Regions from separate parts of the Mus musculus genome. Here region 1 is linked to region 2. Evidence: chromatin contacts called from public Hi-C data. All regions are on one chromosome and are shown on one strand. The core of a region is the stretch at or near the end of the contact, and the rest is flanking DNA. Distances in the headings are between cores, read along the strand shown.

What was found. A called contact is a pair of places that touch in the nucleus more often than the background predicts.
Region 1: a contact with region 2 is called in a Hi-C map of cerebellar granule neurons, with 2.6 times the contacts expected there. The contact joins two enhancer-like sites. A contact is called at or near these places in 1 of 484 Hi-C or Micro-C datasets (cerebellar granule neurons) and 3 of 115 datasets of contacts at active chromatin or transcription factors (astrocytes, embryonic fibroblasts and heart atrium).

What each region holds. Positions count from the first base shown.
Region 1 is chr3:18,988,285-18,992,194 of GRCm38.p6, reverse strand. No RefSeq gene overlaps it. Among named protein-coding and RNA genes, the nearest start is that of Armc1, 170 kb to the left of the region's middle. Within about 2 kb of position 2,129, at least 10 of the 459 cell types and tissues checked have an H3K27ac peak or open chromatin away from gene starts, as enhancers often do. A contact at or near this core is called in cerebellar granule neurons, where this site is marked.
Region 2 is chr3:18,623,347-18,627,076 of GRCm38.p6, reverse strand. Gm30789 (predicted gene, 30789) reads left to right here. Exons shown (of 4, transcript NR_166210.1): 4 at 1,024-3,730. Among named protein-coding and RNA genes, the nearest start is that of Gm30723, 7.9 kb to the right of the region's middle. Within about 2 kb of position 1,451, at least 188 of the 459 cell types and tissues checked have an H3K27ac peak or open chromatin away from gene starts, as enhancers often do. A contact at or near this core is called in cerebellar granule neurons, where this site is marked.

The DNA.
Region 1 (3,910 bases), core at 880-3,379, 360 kb before region 2:
ATTCAGTACTTTACCAAGGTAGCAAACAAACATTTGTGAATTGTTCAAAAGATCAGAAAGGCTTTAAAAATGTAACTTGTAAGGAGGCCCCCGAATCCCAGGAAGTTGGGCGGCCACTAACCATTCACTTTTTATTTGTCCCTTTGTTCTCTAAGGTCAAGGAGAGCAGTATTTTCTCTCTTGGTTTGGTTAATAGAAGAACATGTTATTCAAATCCTGGTTGAGTCAGTCAGGAGAAAAAGTGACATTTATCATTTAATTAGTTCTTTTGACTCAGCATCCAAAGTCACAGTCCAACTTTCCTAATAAGCAGAAGAATGTGAACAAATTATAAAAAAAAACCCCGAGGGACACCAGCAGCCTGCACTTACTCATTGGTAGGATGTTTCCTGCTATGCTTATATGACTAGAAACCCTGCCTGCAAAGCTTTTTACCATTTTATGCACTTTGCAGAAGTAGCTGATTCAAAAGCCCAAATGTCTAGTTTCTTTCTTGTGTATGTTAGTTCCAAGTGTATTTTGAGATTTAAACATATCATGATGCCCTGCCTCTGCTTCTAACATAACAGCATCTGATCCCAGTAGGAACAAGAAAGAATTAATAGTTTGGGCTAGAGATTGGGTTTTGTGTCTACTATTAATATTTTGGGAAGGAGATCAAAGGTAAAGGTTGCCTATATGAAGCATTCTTGTCTGGATAGCATTTTAAAAACAAATGAAATGAAATCAATAAAAATAACGGGATCAACTGGATTCCATGAGATTGTAGATGAAAAAGACCTGGGGCTTCTCTTTGTTGTCACATTGGTGGAGTGTTTCAGACTGGTGTGAAGTGGAATTCCCCCAAGTGTGTGATCTGCTGCCAATCAGAGCCACCAGAACCAGTACGAAAGTTAATGCTCCACGGACCATCTAGCGACCCTCCACATGGTAGTGCATGGCTTAAGGCTCTGCCTTTCTCCAGGGCCTGGAATTGCTTCCTCTTTTCAGTATCTTGCTCTCAGGCTGAGGCACTCTTCTACTCAGCCTGCCTCAGGGCTTCAGAGCCTTCCCACAGGAGGAGGCTAGCCATCTCAGCTCCTTCCCCACTCCCAGACTCTTGATCACATATCTCCGACCTTTTGGGCAACTCTATTCTGTGTTTACTAAGTCATATCATACTGGAGAATGATATCTATATACCATATATTATAGGTTAAGTGTCTAATGCAGGCATTGGTAACAGCAGCAAATGTCCCCAGACCTCAGTAGTGGTGGTAGGATTAACAGGAAAAAGGGACTCTAATTGTGGCTACCTTTATACGGATCCACTTTTATCGTACAAGTCTGCAGTTTCCACATCACCTTGATGCTGGGTGAATCTGGGTGGACGGTAGCATCGGTTGGAGTCAGCAACCAGCATGGCATTAGGCGGTTTACTCAAGAGCCAGGCTAGGTTCTGGTCTCATTTGGCTCAAATTCTAAAGAGCTGCACCCAGTCTGAGAATATCACGTGACATAAATTCCCTAATCTCCTTACTGCATCAAGGAAGGAGCCTTGGCGATCAAACCATTCTCTTGATTTTTCCAGGTAAGGAAACTCTGTGGGCTAGTGCCTAGGCAATGACATTGGACGGCCTAGAGAGTGACAGGAAATGCTTCCTCCTGTGTCTGCATTCACAATATGAAAATTGCAAATTGGAGAGACTTTTGGCAACTGTAAGTTTTGCACTTCTAATTTTTTATAACTTTTGGGGTATAATAAAGGTCATCCAATTTTTCAGATTCATCCATCTAAACTTTTTTGGTCCATCTGTTTTTGTCCTGGCAGGCACAGTAGTAAATGCCTCATTTCAGAGTGGCTTCACTGCTCTTCCAGAACAGAGAAGAGAGCGCTCAGAATTATTATTAATTTCTAAATTAAATGGGCCAGGTCTTATGCTGTCCTAAAAATGGAAACATTCCCCTCCCCAAACTATACAGGGGGTAAGATTCGAGTGTGGTTTGTGGGAGAGGAGCTGTCAAAGTCTTTGCATGAAAAGACAATTAACTGTTGGTGAAGCTGGCAGTGGGGCCCTGGAGAAGGGGGAGGAGCAGGAGATGAGAGGGTCAGGTTGTGATTCCCTTCGGCAGTCCATGTGGCTCTTTGCTGGCAGCGTGCCCCTCGATGTCAGAGCAAGCTGAGCGAGCCAGACATGGTGCAGTGTGGGGAGAATATGCGGTATCGCGGCTGAGCTCTTGGCGATTTTCTTTCTTTGCCTCGTTTCTTGTTTTTAAATAAAGGCAGTTTTGAAGGTACAGGAACTTAGCACAGGATAAGCTCTAGCGAATTGTTTTTTTCAGGAGGCTGTGTCAAACCCTGGAGTGATATTTTTGGATGTGGAGTAAAGTACAAAATTGGAGTTGAAAAGGGACAAAGCTAGCTGAGGTTAACTATTATTATCAAAACTTGGCTGAATCCGAGCTTTGTCCTCAGATGCAGTAAGCCGAGCTGGTCATTTGGAACCAGCCAGAGAAGCACCCTTGGGAGAGATACTTCAAGTCAGTTTCTTCTTCTATTTCTTCTTTTATTTTTTCTTCTATTTCTTCTTCTTCTTCTTCTTCTTCTTCTTCTTCTTCTTCTTCTTCTTCTTCTTCTTCTTCTTCTTCTTCTTCTTCTTCTTCTTCTTCTTCTTCTTCTGAGAGAGAGCTCTAGCAAAAGGAACCCAGAAACGTGCGACATTTAATCAAGCTCTGTGAAGCTTTGCCGATGTTTCTCCCACCATCCTTTACCTAACAAATGATCTCAAGCAGGAAGCTGCCCGGGGAAAGGGTGGAAGAATCATGGTAATTAGCACCGTGCAACTCTGCATAATTAAGTACACATGCGCCATCAAGGTTATCTGGTCTTGACATTTGCTTCTTGGGGAAACAGCTCTACAATGTGATTGAATCCTTTCATTTAACTTTACTGGATATGTATAGCATATAGCCAATAGTTCAGAGCTCGTATGTCTGTACTGCATTTGGCTGCAATTTAAAGGTTTTAGCCTGCCCAGGGCATTGTGCTGAGTGTTTTGTAGGTACTAAGTCATTTGGTTGTTACAAAAGACTTAGGAATAGATGGTTTTAAAATAGTGTTTGCTGTTCTAGAAATTAGTGGTTGCTTTTTTCATCTTAATTGGAATAATTTCAAGTTTACAGAAAAGTGGCAAGAAAGAAGCAGGTCTTTTTTTTTTTTTTTTTTTTTTTTTGAACCATCTGAGAGCAAGCTGCAGACATGATGCTCCACTGTTGCAGACCATCTTCTCAAGTGTATTCACCTCAGCAGCCCTTATTTTCAGAGATGACATGACAGCTGGGGAACCCATAGGCCCCGGGCTGGGCTGGGCTGAGTCGCCATGCCTTTGGAAACCTGCCCTGTCTGGAACAGTTCTACACTTTGTTCTTTAGTCGGTGGCCTTGGTTCCTCTAAAGAGAACATGCCAGTTTTGTGGGCTTTTTTCTTTTTCTTTCTTCTTCTTTCCTCCCTCCCTCCCTCCCTCCCTCCCTCCCTCCCTCCCTCCCTCCCTCCCTCTCTCTTTCTTTCTTTCTTTCTTTCTTTCTTTTTTCTTCCTTCCTTCCTTCCTTCCTTCCTTTCTTTCTTTCTTCCTTTCTTTCTTTCTTTCTTTCTTTCTTTCTTTCTTTCTTTCTTTCTTTCTTTCTTTCTTTCTTTCTTTCTTTCTTTCTTTCTTTCTATTGAGATCATGGCTCATCCTGCTGAGAGCTGGAATTACAGGCTGTTCTACACAGTAGTTCTGAGCTTTCATTCCTCATGGTGAGATTCAGGCTCTGCATATTTTTTAAAGGATCATCTAAGAACTCATTGTGTTGTCACTGTCACTGGCTTCTAACAAATGGCACATGATTTTGTCTTTTTGCTGTGCTAATAATCTTCATTGTGCTTGTTGTG
Region 2 (3,730 bases), core at 202-2,701:
AATTGTAGGCTGTTGGGTTGATGGCAGTTATTCTTAATGAATGACCCAAATCGGCAAGACTTCAAGGTCATGGGTCACTGGAATCTGTTGCCTGGTTTCTGTGGACAGCTGCTCACTTGGGGAGGGGAGGGGATATCCCTCACACTGACAGGGTGTGTGTGCAAGGGAGAGAGAAAAGAAATAGAGACCTATGAGAGCAAGGGCAGGAGCTTTTTGCTTATGAGTGAGCTGCGGACCAAGACATGTCCTATATCCTTATATCTTCATGGAGGGGTTGTATGTAAAGGAAAGAAATAGTTTTTTAACTGTATATTCTTTAACTTGTAAAAATAATGTTCAAAAAGCAAGAAGACGGAGAACCCCTTTCTTAGCTGTTCATGTAAACTCTGAGTGGTGTTGGTGCTTGCACACCCTACACTTCCGTCATGTTCTTTGAGACGGGTTCCTGACTGTCTGCTGGCAGTGATGCTTTGAGGTGGAATCTATGCTGGGCTTCAGGGGGCCCCTGCCTATCCCAGATCTCCACCTCTTGCCTCGGTGCCTCTTTCCAGTACTACACCTAGAGGTTTCCAACTCGGGCTCACTGTCACCTGCCTCTGAATCTCTCCCAGAGATTGTGCTGTGACCCAAATGTGAGTAACCCTTCTCCTGAGATTATTTCAGAAAAACAGCTTACAATTTAAAAACGTGTAAGATGAATTAAAAATAACAAACAAATAAAAATCCTCCCTAAATGGAAGCGCACACACAGCACAATGCAATGGAAGCCACATCGCAATCACACAAGAAAGCTGCAAGTCCTGAGGCTTCATTTAAAATAGTGGGTCCCTCCCGAGTTCTCAAAAACTAACATATTAATTCCCAAACAAACTTCTTTGTACCTAATGCTGACAGGCAGACAGGCGGTGGGGGTGGGGCGGGGCCTGTGAGAAGGGGAGCAAGGCCAGGGGACCGCTCTGCTGCACCAGCTTGGGTTCCCGGCCCCGGTGATGGAATTATTGTTTATTTTTTTAATTTTCCAAGGTAGGCCGATGACAGCTGAAGAAGACTGTATTTGCGGAGGAGCAGCATGAGGGTAGAGAGGAGCAGAGCTCCTGAGGGAAACCTAATAGTTCCTCTCCTTCCTGCACGGAGATAAAGACTTATAATCAGCGTCTATGTTCACCATCTGGCTCTGCGCATGTGGTCCGTATGGAGGAGAAAGCCGCACAATCTGTAAGTGATCAGGAGCCATGGCGCTCTCTCCAGAGAATCCACGATGCAATCAAGGTGACAGATGGCACGGCCACTGCTGTGGCCTCATGGAGAAGATCAAAATCACCTTCAATAAACTCTGACTGAAATGGGCATGAGCACCTCGAAAAAGTCAGTTTGTCAGTCAAACTGCGACAGCGCGCTGCACTGGGGAACCACAGCGGCCAGCTCTCTGTTTTCAATCGTTTCCGTCTGACTGGGCCTGAACTATGATCCTTCTCAAATTGTCCTTTCTGTTTAGCTGAAGCAGGCCAGCAAATTGCCAGATTCATTGCTTTATTGAAGAAAATTGAAAACACGATGTCCTCAATTCCGAGGACGCACAGCTGGCAGGTACCCGGGACACCCAAACGCAGGGAGAGTGGACCTGGTTTCTGCAGCCGGAGTTTGCCCAACTTTAGGCGGATATTTTTGAACGCAAATATAAAATGCAAATGTGTACGGGGCAGTGGTTATGTAAACGGTATTAAGTAACCAGTAAGTGTTGTAGAATGGAGACGTGGCTACAAAGAAAGGAAGAAAGGAAGAAAGGAAAGGGGGAAACTCCAGCAGGGAGTTGTCTCTGCGAGTTCAGAGCAGGTTTCTTTCTTGATAGAGCTAGTGTGTTTTCTTTCTGTATCTGTTTACTATGTGGAGGTTCCTTTGGGTTTGAGCACAAGGTTGAAGAAATGCAGAGATACTGTTTTGTTTTGAGCAAATCACAGGGAATCTGCAGGGGTCAGGAAGTTTAAACAAATTTCCGTTTCTCCTAACCCCAGAGGAAAAAAAATTAGAAGCCCCAACCGCTTATAAATGGAGGGAAATGAGGAACAGCTAACCTGCAGTGGGACTCAAATCCACTACCATCTTTTGAGAAGTAAGGACACTGATTTCAGGTCAGGGAGGGCGGGTCCTGATGAGAGCAGGCGCCCCTCTTCCTCCCTCCTGATCCCTTGGCACAGTTCCACTGTTGTTCTTCCTCCCAATCGCCAGGACCGGAGATTGAAAGCAAAACTAGACTTTTCCAATCTTCTTTCTCTAAAGTTTCCAGGATCTGTGTCTGGTCCTGGAGTTTTCTATTACAAGCTGGCTGAGGGAACTTACCCCTTCTAACTTTTCGTCCATTCTCTTTTTAAAAAGTTGTAACCTTCTAGTTAATGTTGCGGGCTTGCTTCATTTAAGATCCAAACCCTGCTCCTGCTTCATCCCCCACAATGTAAACTGTTTGACAGCTGAGAAATACTGAGTCACCCGGCCCTGGATTTCCATGGGAATTCTCTACTCTTATTATAGGTACAATTTGAATGCCAGGATTCTGGTGCAGTGATATAGAAATGCATCTAAAGGGGACTCATCCTTGATTTGTGTATGTGAAATTCAAGAAAACACGGGGAAAAGCTCCTATTTTGAGTGACAGGAAAGTCTTGCTCTTTGGGGGGAAGGACTGTGTTTTCACAGAGTATAAGAGTGGAGCTAACTTACTGCATATCAAAGGGAAGTGTGGTTTGTTAAGAACAAAAGACCCTTTGTGTTTTCTTGTTCTTTAGTAGGTAATACCTACTGAGTGCTGAGTACCCACTATGTGCAGGCTTTGCAGAATTGAGAAGATTCCCAGGGAGAAAATGTAGGTTTTAAAGCCCTCTTCGGGGCACAGAGCTCTCTGCCTGACCTTTCTCCCTTGACCTACCTCCTTGGGCAGTGGGGGGTGTTCTTGCATGACAACAGGGCTGGTGTTAGGCTGGTGGCTGCCTGCTGTTTTTACACAGGAAATGCTGTGTATTTTTTCTGTGGTCTTTGGCTTCCTGGAATAGCGACTGTTTAAAGACACATTCATCAGTGCTGCCACCAGGAGGGGTGGTAGGATGAGTCATCGCTCAGCAGCAGCTCCAGTTACTCAGGGAGAAAGAAATCTTTTGCTTCCTAACGGTGGCAGTTCTGAGTCTTTCTTTAAGAGATGGCCTACTGGACCATGACAGTATGGAAACATACTTCTAAAATGAGGTTTAGTAATTAGAGCTTGGCCCAAACTCAGATATTTATGCTCCAGTCATCTCTAGCATGGAATTTCTCTTGATCTGTGCCAGATACACAGCCATACACCATTAGTGTCCTTTAACTCTAAGTCCCAAACTAAAATCTTGCTTAGAGAAATTTCCTTGAGACAGTTTAAAACTCATGTTCATGAGCAGAGATGTCCTTAAAGTGCTGTATGTACTTGCTATATCCATCCATCCATCTCTGTATCTTCTGTAGGTGAGATTGGCAGGGATGGGATGTGAGGATGTAGAGATTGTCCTGGGATTCACAAGGCAGCACCCATGGAGGGCAACTCTCCATCACAGGGCACTGGCTTTTTGAGTAGATGCATTAATGACATTTTTTATTCATTAATATTTTGTTCTCTGTGTGTGTCTGTGTGTCTCTCTCTCTCTCTCTCTCTCTCTCTCTCTCTGTGTGTGTGTGTGTGTGTGTGTGTGTGTGCATGTGTGTACATTGT